3 separate regions of the Mus musculus genome follow, and regions 2 and 3 are each linked to region 1. The links are chromatin contacts, called in public HiChIP or PLAC-seq and promoter capture Hi-C maps. All regions are on one chromosome and are shown on one strand. The core of a region is the stretch at or near the end of the contact, and the rest is flanking DNA. Distances in the headings are between cores, read along the strand shown. Region 1 holds the start of Nenf (neuron derived neurotrophic factor). Region 2 holds the start of Vash2 (vasohibin 2). Region 3 overlaps Angel2 (angel homolog 2).

Region 1 (3,353 bases), core at 588-3,087:
TCCTCCTCCTCTCTCTCTCTCTCTCTCTCTCTCTCTCTCTCTCTCTCTCTCCTACCCTCTTAACTCCCTCTCCATGCCCTAAATAAACTCTATTCTACACTATACCGTTGTGTTTCCCTCAGGGGGAAGAGATGAAGAGATGCCTCGGCATCAGCATGGGCCCACTGAGGCACCCCCTCCCCCCACACCTCACCACACCCCCATAGAACATATATTAATACCACTTTATCTTTTTATGATGACAACACTCACCATCTCTTTCGCCAACAACAAATGACCAAGATCTGGTCCTCTACCCACTAGAAACCCTGGGTTCTTCCCCAGCCAGTCTGGGTGCCCCGATGCAGAGTGCTCCACATAAACCATACTGCACACCCAGTGTAGGCAGTGAGAAGCCCGCCCGCCCGCATCAGTAAGGCGTGGATTGCCTTGCTAGGCAGAACAACAGGCCAGCTTTGCTAACTGTTCTCCCCATGCGCCTATACCGGGAGTTCCCTCCGCTGTCCGGTAACACCCGTTCACATTCCCGCCATGTTCCTATCCCTGTGTTCTTATGGACCTGTGGGTCAAAAGCAGCAGTTCTTGGGCTGCAGAGATAGCTCAGCAGTTTAGAGCACTGACTGCTCTTCCAGAGGTCATGAGTTCAAATCCCAGCAACCACATGGTGGCTCACGACCATCTGCAATGAGATCTGATGCCCTCTTCTGGAGTGTCTGAGGACAGCTACATTGTACTTGTATATAATAAATAAATAGACGGGAGCAAGCGCGGCCAGAAAAAAAAAAAAAGCAGCGGTCCTCAACCTTCCTAACGCTGCAACTCTAAACAGTTTCACATGCGGTGGTGACCCCCACAACCATAAAATGATTTCCATTGCTACTTCATCATTGTAATTTTGCTACTGTTATGAATCCTAATGTAAGCATCTGTGTTTTCTGACAGTCTTAGGACCCACAGGCTGAGAACCACTGGCCTCAGCTTTCATCCCTAAAGATCTGTTTTGGGAGAGACCCTTGCATATTTGGTCTATGTAAGGTTCGCTAACACCGAAGCTAGGGAGCTCAGGGCACATAGATTCAGCGAAGCAACACGGGTCCTTCCCTCCTGTACCACTGAGCACGTGCCTCAGTTTCCCTATCTGTAAAGGTAGGGGATTAATTCCTGGAATCACTACAATGCCAAGAGACCGGTTCTTCCTAACTGGATTCAGGCTTCCTCCCCATCTAAAGCAGCTACCCATATCGGGTAGTGTTATTTCCTCCTTTGCGTTCATCCCCACCAGCCCAGACACTAAATGGGGTCTGAAGGGTGAGCTTCAGTAGGCCCGGGACACCGGGGCAGGAAAGGAAAGGCTTGGATCATCCTGCCGGCCCCAGACCCCCCTAGCTCAGTGCGCACTCTCAGGCCGGTCACTTTGCACAAACTGTAGGCCGTGTGACCCCAGCTCACCCTCACACTAAAATCTAGAAGGGTCTGAGGTCTGTACTCAGACCCACAGCGACAAGGCGGGGCGGAGGAAGCGCGGGGTGGGGCGTCAGGGCGACGCCCTGCCTCCACCCGGCCTCGCGTGGGTCCCCGCCACCAGTCAGCTCGGGACAGCCGCCGGCCCAGGCCGCGCCGCCTACCTCCTCGCCGCCGTAGCGGGCCAGCTCCTCCTCGGTGAAGAGCCGCACCGGGGGCCCGCGCTCTGCGGGGCGCGGCGTCTGCCCAGCCCAGGCTGAGGGCACTGGGACCAGAGCCAGCGCCAGGACGAGCGCCGCCAGCAGCCGCAGCCGCCACCAGGGCGCGGGGCGCGCCATAGACAGCGAGGAGCAGGCGGGAGGACGGCGGGGCGGGGCGGAGCACAGTCGGCTCCTAGGGAGGGGCCCTGTAAGACAGGACCCAGCCTTATCAATTTGTCCTCTCCTCCTTTCTCTCTGACGCTAAGTCCTACTACATAGCCTGTAATGTTCTTGAACTGGTGGCTATCCTTCTGCCTCAGTCTCCAGAGAATTGGGATTATACACTAGTGGCACCAGGCCCGAGTAACTTGCCCCCCCTTCCTTCCTTCCTTCCTTCCTTCCTTCCTTCCTTCCTTCCTTCCTTCCGTCCTTCCTTCCTTCCTTCCTTCCTTCCTCCCTTCCTCCCTCCCTCCCTTCCTTCTTTCTTCTCTCCATCCCTTTCCCTTACTCCCTTCCTCTCCTCCCTCTCCTTCCCCCATCTTTCATTCCTTCCTTCCCTCACTCTCTTCCTTCCTCTTCCCCATCTGTCTTTCCCTCGTTCCTTTCTTTTCTTTTTTCCTTTCCTTTCCTTTCCTTTCCTTTCCTTTCCTTCCCTTCCCTTCCTCTCCTATCCCTTTCCCTTCCCTTCCATTCCCTTCCTCTCCTATCCCCTTCCCTTCCCCCCCCCCTTCCCTTCCCTTCCCTTCCCTTCCCTTCCCTTCCCTTCCCTTCCCTTCCCTTCCCTTCCCTTCCTTTCCTATCCCCTGTCCTTCCCCTCCCTTCCTTTCCTTCCAGGATTTCGTTCTGTTTTTCAGGCTGGCTATGTCCCAAGGCTGACCTTGCAGGGATCTTCCTAGCCTGGCTCTTTTATAGAATTGTGTTGCAACGAACATGATTATGGCTTTGAAGGCTGTGCCAAACTCACAACACATTATCTGCTTTATACCGAGTCGCAGAATCTCAAGGTTGAAGAGGCCCTTCTAACTCCCAGGGTGAAATATCACAGCCTTCTTGAGGCCTAACACATCTTGACAATATCTCTGGCCTTGAGCACTCTGGCTGCTCCAGCCTCTTCTCGCTCTGCAGGCCTGTGTGTCAGGAAGCCAAAAGATTCTTCCTGCAATTTCTCCTGACCACATGAAATGCGCTGCCTGTTCTCCCAGAGGTCCTGGATTCTACACTTACACGGCAGTTCACAAGCATTTGTAACTCCAGTCCCAGGGGCCCTGACACCCTTTCTGGCCTCTGCAGGCACCAGGTACAAATGTGGTATACAAGCAAAACAGCCATACATATAAGTAAAATTTAAAAAGAATGTAGAAATTATTTTCCAATAATGTTTCCTAGTATTTATTTCTTAGCTGTATCCAACAGGAAAGCAGACTGCTGGCCACACAGGTGACAGAGGCTGAGGCTGAGACCTGTGGCAGAGAAGACCAGCCACAGGGAGGAGGAGGTGTGGCTCACATGTCTGGAGCTATGAAATAAGAGGCTAGAATCTTGGGAGGGAAGCTGGAGTTTGATGGCTGCTGTGGTCTAAGGCAGGGAATGGATGCTCACAGCGGATCCCCTGCTCTCCCTTCCCTTGAGCCTGCCAATCTCAGGCAGCACTTCCCCTTGATGGAATTCAAAGGAAACTCTGCTCTAAAGACT
Region 2 (3,156 bases), core at 277-2,776, 340 kb before region 1:
ACACTCCCACCAGAGAACATGTCTCTCTGTAACCATATCCTTGGCCACTGAGCTCAGTTGCTCCCTGGCTGCTCTCCCGAGTAAAAAAGAGAGGGTCACTTGGTGTCTCCCTTTACTCCAGAGACTAATTCATCCAGTGTCCTGGAAAGTCCCTTTAAGCCACAGCCAAATGCTTCATTGGCGCCAGATTAAGCTGGTAAGGGACAGGTCACTGTTCTCTGTAAGCTTCAGAGGTAAAAATCAAAAATCACTGTCATAAAAGGATAGGAAGAGTGTGATGATGAAGATGAAGATGGTTAGCAAAAACTCTAGGAATGATTCACACTGAGAAGTCTGGCTGATTGATTACAAATTCACTCCATAAGTCATTTGCTAGGGAGACCTGGGGGTGGGGGGGGAGGTAAAACACTCACGGAGGGCAGATAGGGTGGACCCTGGGGTTCTATGCTTTCTTGGAGTGGTTGGTGTTGACCTGGTGACATTAGCTTTTGATGAAGATATTACAGGAGCTGAATACATAATGGATTTGGCTCAGCCCAACCTCAGAGCTTAGCCAGCAAGCCCCCTGCCTGCTCCTCTTGGCAGCAGAACAGGACTCAGTAGCTGGACACGAGGTCTCTTCTCCCTGCCCTGCCAAGGATGGGCTGAGCAGGTCCCATCCCTGCCAACCCGCCCATCCCATCCCACCCTTTCCAGCGAAGCCACTGACCTTAGCCAGGAAGGCAGCGTTTCTGATGGCGCCTACCATCTCTCCCCCTCTGGGGTGGACCTTGGCAACGTGCAGCCACATCCGCTCCCAGGTGTGGCTATCGATCGGGAACCCGCTCTTGTTCACGTGGAACAGCACCCCGCCGTCTTTGTCCTCCTCCTCGGAGCCCCCGCTGGTGGCGAGGCTCACGGGCCGCGCGTGGCTGCTCCGGGATCGGGTGCCTTTGGTGATTTTGGGGTGGGGGCAGCGGTGAGTGTCGGCGGCAGAGCCGGTCATGATGAGGGGCACACGGCAAGGGGGCGGAGGACGCCGGCACGCCGGGGATCAGGGCCCCGCGGGAGGTTGGGGTGGCCTTTAACTCTCGCGGCCGTAGGACACACGAAGGGAACCCCGCTCACCGACCGGGCCTGAAAGCAGTGGAAACAGCAGACACTGCAGCTCAATAAGACAGGCATGGGGGTTCCCGCCTCGCTGCCCCAGACCCACCCTTCAGGACTAACGCGAGCTTCCAGCCCCGCCGATTACCTAGCAAGGCGGCTGGAAAGACGCCACGAAGCCTCACACCCAGCTGCACTCGGGGATGGGGAGGCATGCAAGGAGCGCGGGGTGAGGAGGGGACGGGGTAGGAAAAAGCAAGACAGCTGTGTAGCAAGAAGACTCGAGGGTCCCCTCCAGCTTCACGCATCCCTGGGTCCCCAGATGTGGTGGACTGCCACGGTCCCACAGCGAGCGGGCACGTGAGCGCCCGGGGTTGGCGCGAGGGAGCCGCAGCAGCCTCTGCTTGTTAGGGAGGCCTGGCGTCTTCCCGGAAGCCCCCCGAACCCTGGCGCGAGAGGGGCGGCTCCAGCCGGGGTTCCCGGGCAAGCGCAGCGCCGCCCCCTTCCCGCGGGTCCCGCGCGGGCACCGCGAGTGGCAGCTGCGGGCCGCCACGACGCGCGCGGGGCCCGGGGACCCACCTCGGGCCGGCCTCATTGCTGCAGAAGGCTGTTGGGGTTGAGGCGGTCGTCGCCTCATTCCATGTCCCATTCTCGAATGTTATTCTGTGACATATAACTGAGTCACCCGGGCAGCCGCCGATGTTCCGAATGCGGCCATTGGACACCGCAACAAAGAGGGGCGGGTCCCGAGCTTGGGACTCTACAACCCGGAGCTCTGCGTCTCTGCGATTGGTTCCAGGGTTCCCGGGCGGGAGGGGATACGAGTTAGGGAAGCTGGGCTGCCACGCGAAATCCGATGCTGCAGTATCCTGGGAGCCCCGCGGAGCTGGAGCGACTGTCCAGGGACTAAGATCCAGTTTCCCTCGGGCAGAGGCGCAGCAGCTAAGCTCCGGAGATGAGATAAGGAAGTAGTGGGCCTGGTGGAGCAGTGTTGGTCGAGGAGCTGGGCACAGTGACTACACAGGGCTCTGGGTGGCTCTAGGAAAGGCCAACTTTAATACTTATTTAAATTCTCCATTACAAGTTTCTCCCCAGATTAACAAGTGTGTACAGCCCTGAATCCTCTATTAGTAGATGTGGATAACAAGGTTCTTCAACCCAAGCTGCTGTGAGAGGCAATTCGAGCCCCTTCTGTTCTGTAGTCACTGTAGAGGGATGCTTGAAGCCAAGGGAGTGGCCTTCCCACAGCTTCTCCTCCTCTTCTTTGTCGTCGTCTTCCTCTTTGTCGTCTTCTCCTCCTCCTCCTCCTCCTCCTCCTCCTCCTCCTCCTCCTCCTCCTCTTCCTTCCTTCCTTCCTTCCTTCCTTCCCTTCTTCTTCTTCTTCTTCTTCTTCTTCTTCTTCTTCTTCTTCTTCTTCTTCTTCTTCTTCTTCCTTCTATCTCTCTCTCTCTCTTTCCCTCTCTCTCTCCCCCTCCCTCCCCCCCAGCCCGTGTGTGTGTGTGTGTGTGTGTGTGTGTGGTGTGTGGTGTGTGTGTGGTGTGGTGTGTGTGTGTGTGTGTGTGTGTGTGTGTGTGTGTTTATACGTGAGGCTGGAGTATTGGGTTCAGCGAGTTAAGATCACTGTCTTTAAGGAAGACCAGCACTTTGGGTTCAGCACCCGTTCTCAGCTTCAGGAGGATCACACAAGTTGGGCCTCCTGGGCACCTGCGCTCTCATGTTTGTGCTGACTCTGACATATATGCAAAGACATGTAATTTAAAAATATTAGAAATAAATATTTTTAAACCTTTTACATTTTGCATTTGTCGTGTGTAAGTGTGCAGGTGTACGGATTTGGAGAGCGTGTGTAAGTATGTAGGTGTACGTGTGGAGTGTGTGTGTGTGTGTGTGTGTGTGTGTGTGTGTGTGTCGAGATCAGAGGACAAAGTACTGGTGGCCATTCTCTCATTATACCACATAGGTTCCAGGGGTCAAACTCAGGACCTCGGGCTTGGTGACCAGCCAGTAACCACTGAGCCATCTCACCAGCCCAAAGTACCTTTTTCTTAGTGATAGTGTCTTCCTTCTTGC
Region 3 (3,152 bases), core at 238-2,737, 370 kb before region 1:
AGATGGTCCCGAGTAGCCTTGCACACACTGACCACTGAAAGCATCCTTCAAAACACAACCAAAGTCAGGCAGCGGGGGCTCACCCCTTTAATCCCAGCACTAAGGAGGCTGAAGCAGGTAGATCTCCCAAGTTTGAGGCCAGCCTGGTTACAGAGTGAGTCCCAGGACAGCCAGGGCTACATGGAGAAACCCTGTCTCAAGAAATACAACCAAGAAGTGCACGCTGTGGCTCATTATGTAAATGGAGGCTCTCACAGGTATAATTTTAAGATCTGATTTAGCATATTGATACTTTTTACCCCATGGGCTTTAGACGTCATTTGCTTACAGTCACTGCATCGGTAAAGGAGCTCTCACTTGGAATATGGTTTATTTCAGTGAAACTCCTCTAGCTGGATGTGATCATAACATTGTGGTCATTGAGGCAGAAGTATCATGAAAAGGGGGACAGCCTGGGCTATGTAGTGATATTGAGGTTAGCCTGATCTATATAAACTTTCAGAAAACCCAGGCATAGTGGCTTATACTTATACCAGTACTCAAGCAACTGAGACAAGAATTGCCGCAGATTTGAGGCCATCCTACGCTATAGAGTAAGTTCCAGTCCACCTGGGCTATAATGTAAGACCTTGTCTGAAAGAGAAAATCAAAAGCATCCTAGTCTTTGAGAATGGAGTAAAAGGTAATTTTTCTATGAAATCTTTTCCTTTTGCTTTAGAGTGTCCTCGCATCTACAGCACGGTTTCAGCTTGTCATCTGTCTATTCCCATTATGTTCCTGACACTGGAGTTCCAGAGGTGACCACCTGCCATTCCCGAAGTGCCATAACTGTTGATTATATTTTCTACACTGCAAAGAAGGAGAACACTGCTCAGGGGCCAGGTAAAGAGTGTGTGGAAACACGATGCTAGAACGCACAGGGCCTTTGCTGAGTGCAGCAGCAAGGCAGAGGGCTAGCTGTAGGGGTTGATGGATGAACTGGCTGGCTGGATGAATGTGACTGACTGCACAGAGCTTAACAGCCTACAGAGAACAAGGCAGTAATGAACCCCAACACAAACTCCCACAGAACTGCAGCCTTAGTTTGGCCCTTCAGTGCCAGTTGGAGTATAAGTCCTAGGCCGCCATCCACTCTTCATCATACATCCTGCCTCCCCATGGCAGCCACTGAGTAAGATGGTGAAGAACCACAGTTCTAGGATGGCTTCCAGCAGATCAGAGCTGCTGCCCACAGCAGACACTGGGCGTGCTGACCCTGGGGCTGCTCTCAGAAACAGAAGTGGGCAGTACATTCCTTGTTACAGCTCAAGAAGTCAGGTTGTATAAGCCAGCTGAGGGTTTAAAACAGGAAGCATTGAGATACTGGAAACCTAATATGTGGAATCTGTAGTGTCAGGTTGTTTCACTAAACCGACTACCCAGTGTGCCCTGCCCTCAGTTTAGACAGTAAGGTCTGGAAGTTGCCATGCCTACAGAATTCACTAGGTGGCAGGAGTACGCTACGGATCAGCAGCTCCAGTCTCCCTAAAGCATGTCACATTTCACTTGGGTGGAAAATGACTGGGCTCAAACCACACCATCTTACCCTGCAGCCCCTGCCAGGCTTCGCTCTGTGCATCAGAGTGGGCTGCTTTTCAGTCTCAGATTATTAACAATTTTATGTTACATTGTGTAGACTGTATTCATTGAAATAGAAAAAGTATCTGGCATAAATAACATGAAGCTACTGTTTAAGGATTATTAGTAACAGCTTTATAAAACTATACTCTAAAACCTTTCATATTAGTTTTCCGGTGGGCTTCGGGGTTCTGTTTCAGTGTTTTGTTTTTTAAAAAACTTTTAATTTGTTTAATGAGTTTGACTAAATGTGTGCTTCTTTAGGAGCTGAAGTTGCTTTGGTTGGTGGCTTGAAACTTCTAGCTAGACTGTCACTTCTAACAGAGCAAGACTTGTGGACTGTGAACGGCCTTCCCAATGAGCACAACTCCTCAGATCACCTGCCTTTGCTGGCCAAGTTCAGGCTTGAGCTCTGACTGCTGCTCATTCACGGGACTTCCTGTCTGTATTCTTTTCGAAGGATGTAAAAATTTTAAGTATTTGTATGCTGTTCACTTTTTGTGATGTGGGGTTCTGAATTTCTGTTATATGCTTGAAACAGATTGGAAGAAACAAATTTACAACTTTTTTTTAAATGAAATATTTTCCTGACAACTGATGTTTAAAGAACTTTATGGTAAATGACTTCTAAGTCCTGTTAAAGTTGACAGCATTTTTAAAATGTAGTTCATCTTGGCCCTGAAGATAGGAAGTCAGTGCTTTTTAGTTCATCCGGTGGTCCTGCCCGGACCTGCAAAGCTCAGCATGCTGCCTTTTCTGGAGACCCAGTTTCATTGGGAGAAGCCTGTGCGTGTTCTTAGAAATCACTGGGTCACTCACTCCTCCACAGGGTCCAAGCTTCTGAAGAGGCTTGACAATGTGTATGCTGTAGAGAACATTGGCCCATGTCACTGCTGCCCTGAGCTGTGGGATGTGCCTACATTTTGTAGTGGAAATAGTTGAGAAGTATAGATCACTCTCATACGATACGGTGGTGCACACCTTTAATCTTATTAGCATTTGGCTGATGGCAGCAGGTAGCTGTGTAAAGCCAGCTTTAGCAACACAACAAGTGTGAGGGCAGCCTGGGCTACATGAAACCCTATCTTAAGACAAAAAAAAAAAAAAAAAAAAAAAAAAAAGGTCAAGTCCTTTATATATGTCCACTCCTGCCTGGAAAAGGTTGCCATAAGGAAAGTAGATGAGCCAGGTGCATCCACAAACACCCTTAATCCCAGCATCTGGGAGACAGAGGCAGGAGGATCACTGTGTCCCAGGCTGACTAGAACTACACACAAGGCCCTGTGTCTCAAAGACCAGCAAAAGGTGGCAGACTCCAGGTTGTCCCTCTGTCTCCTGTACTTGTCTTTCTGTTTAACGATGGTGAAAGGCCCTTGGGTCAGGAGTGACATTTCGTTGAGCCGGTTTTGTATAAATGTATTAGAGAAGTGGTCTTTGGAAGGAAGCGAGAGCTCCGCAGCTGTTTATCATTTGCCTCTAACATGCAGGAGTCATCATGGGAGCTGTCACTTAGACCCGGTAGGGAGCCTCGCTGA

What was found. Promoter capture Hi-C pulls out the DNA fragments that hold promoters and counts their contacts. HiChIP or PLAC-seq counts read pairs in DNA pulled down with a chosen protein or histone mark.
Region 2: a contact with region 1 is called in a promoter capture Hi-C map of embryonic stem cells. The contact joins the promoter of Vash2 here to the promoter of Nenf in region 1. A contact is called at or near these places in 7 of 39 promoter capture datasets (the HPC-7 cell line, cranial neural crest, embryonic stem cells and 3 more) and 4 of 115 datasets of contacts at active chromatin or transcription factors (embryonic midbrain, embryonic stem cells, microglia and 1 more).
Region 3: a contact with region 1 is called in an H3K4me3 HiChIP or PLAC-seq map of bone marrow-derived macrophages, with 4 times the contacts expected there. The contact joins the enhancer-like site here to the promoter of Nenf in region 1. A contact is called at or near these places in 7 of 39 promoter capture datasets (the 3T3-L1 cell line, embryonic stem cells, liver and 1 more), 3 of 15 datasets of contacts at CTCF or cohesin (embryonic stem cells, large pre-B cells and pro-B cells), 8 of 484 Hi-C or Micro-C datasets (ECoMG myeloid progenitors, bone marrow-derived macrophages, cortical neurons and 3 more), 3 of 115 datasets of contacts at active chromatin or transcription factors (bone marrow-derived dendritic cells, bone marrow-derived macrophages and embryonic stem cells) and 3 of 9 other capture datasets (adipose tissue, liver and macrophages).

What each region holds. Positions count from the first base shown.
Region 1 is chr1:191,316,294-191,319,646 of GRCm38.p6, forward strand. Nenf (neuron derived neurotrophic factor) reads right to left here and starts at 1,838. Exons shown (of 4, transcript NM_025424.3): 1 at 1,626-1,838. The coding sequence starts at 1,799.
Region 2 is chr1:190,977,472-190,980,627 of GRCm38.p6, forward strand. It overlaps Vash2 (vasohibin 2), which reads right to left and starts at 1,527. Exons shown (of 8, transcript NM_144879.2): 1 at 1,235-1,527; 2 at 710-1,116. The coding sequence starts at 985.
Region 3 is chr1:190,943,059-190,946,210 of GRCm38.p6, forward strand. Angel2 (angel homolog 2) reads left to right here. Exons shown (of 9, transcript NM_021421.4): 8 at 719-882; 9 at 1,882-3,152. The coding sequence ends at 2,033. Among named protein-coding and RNA genes, the nearest start is that of Angel2, 16 kb to the left of the region's middle. Within about 2 kb of position 1,488, at least 16 of the 459 cell types and tissues checked have an H3K27ac peak or open chromatin away from gene starts, as enhancers often do. A contact at or near this core is called in bone marrow-derived macrophages, where this site is marked.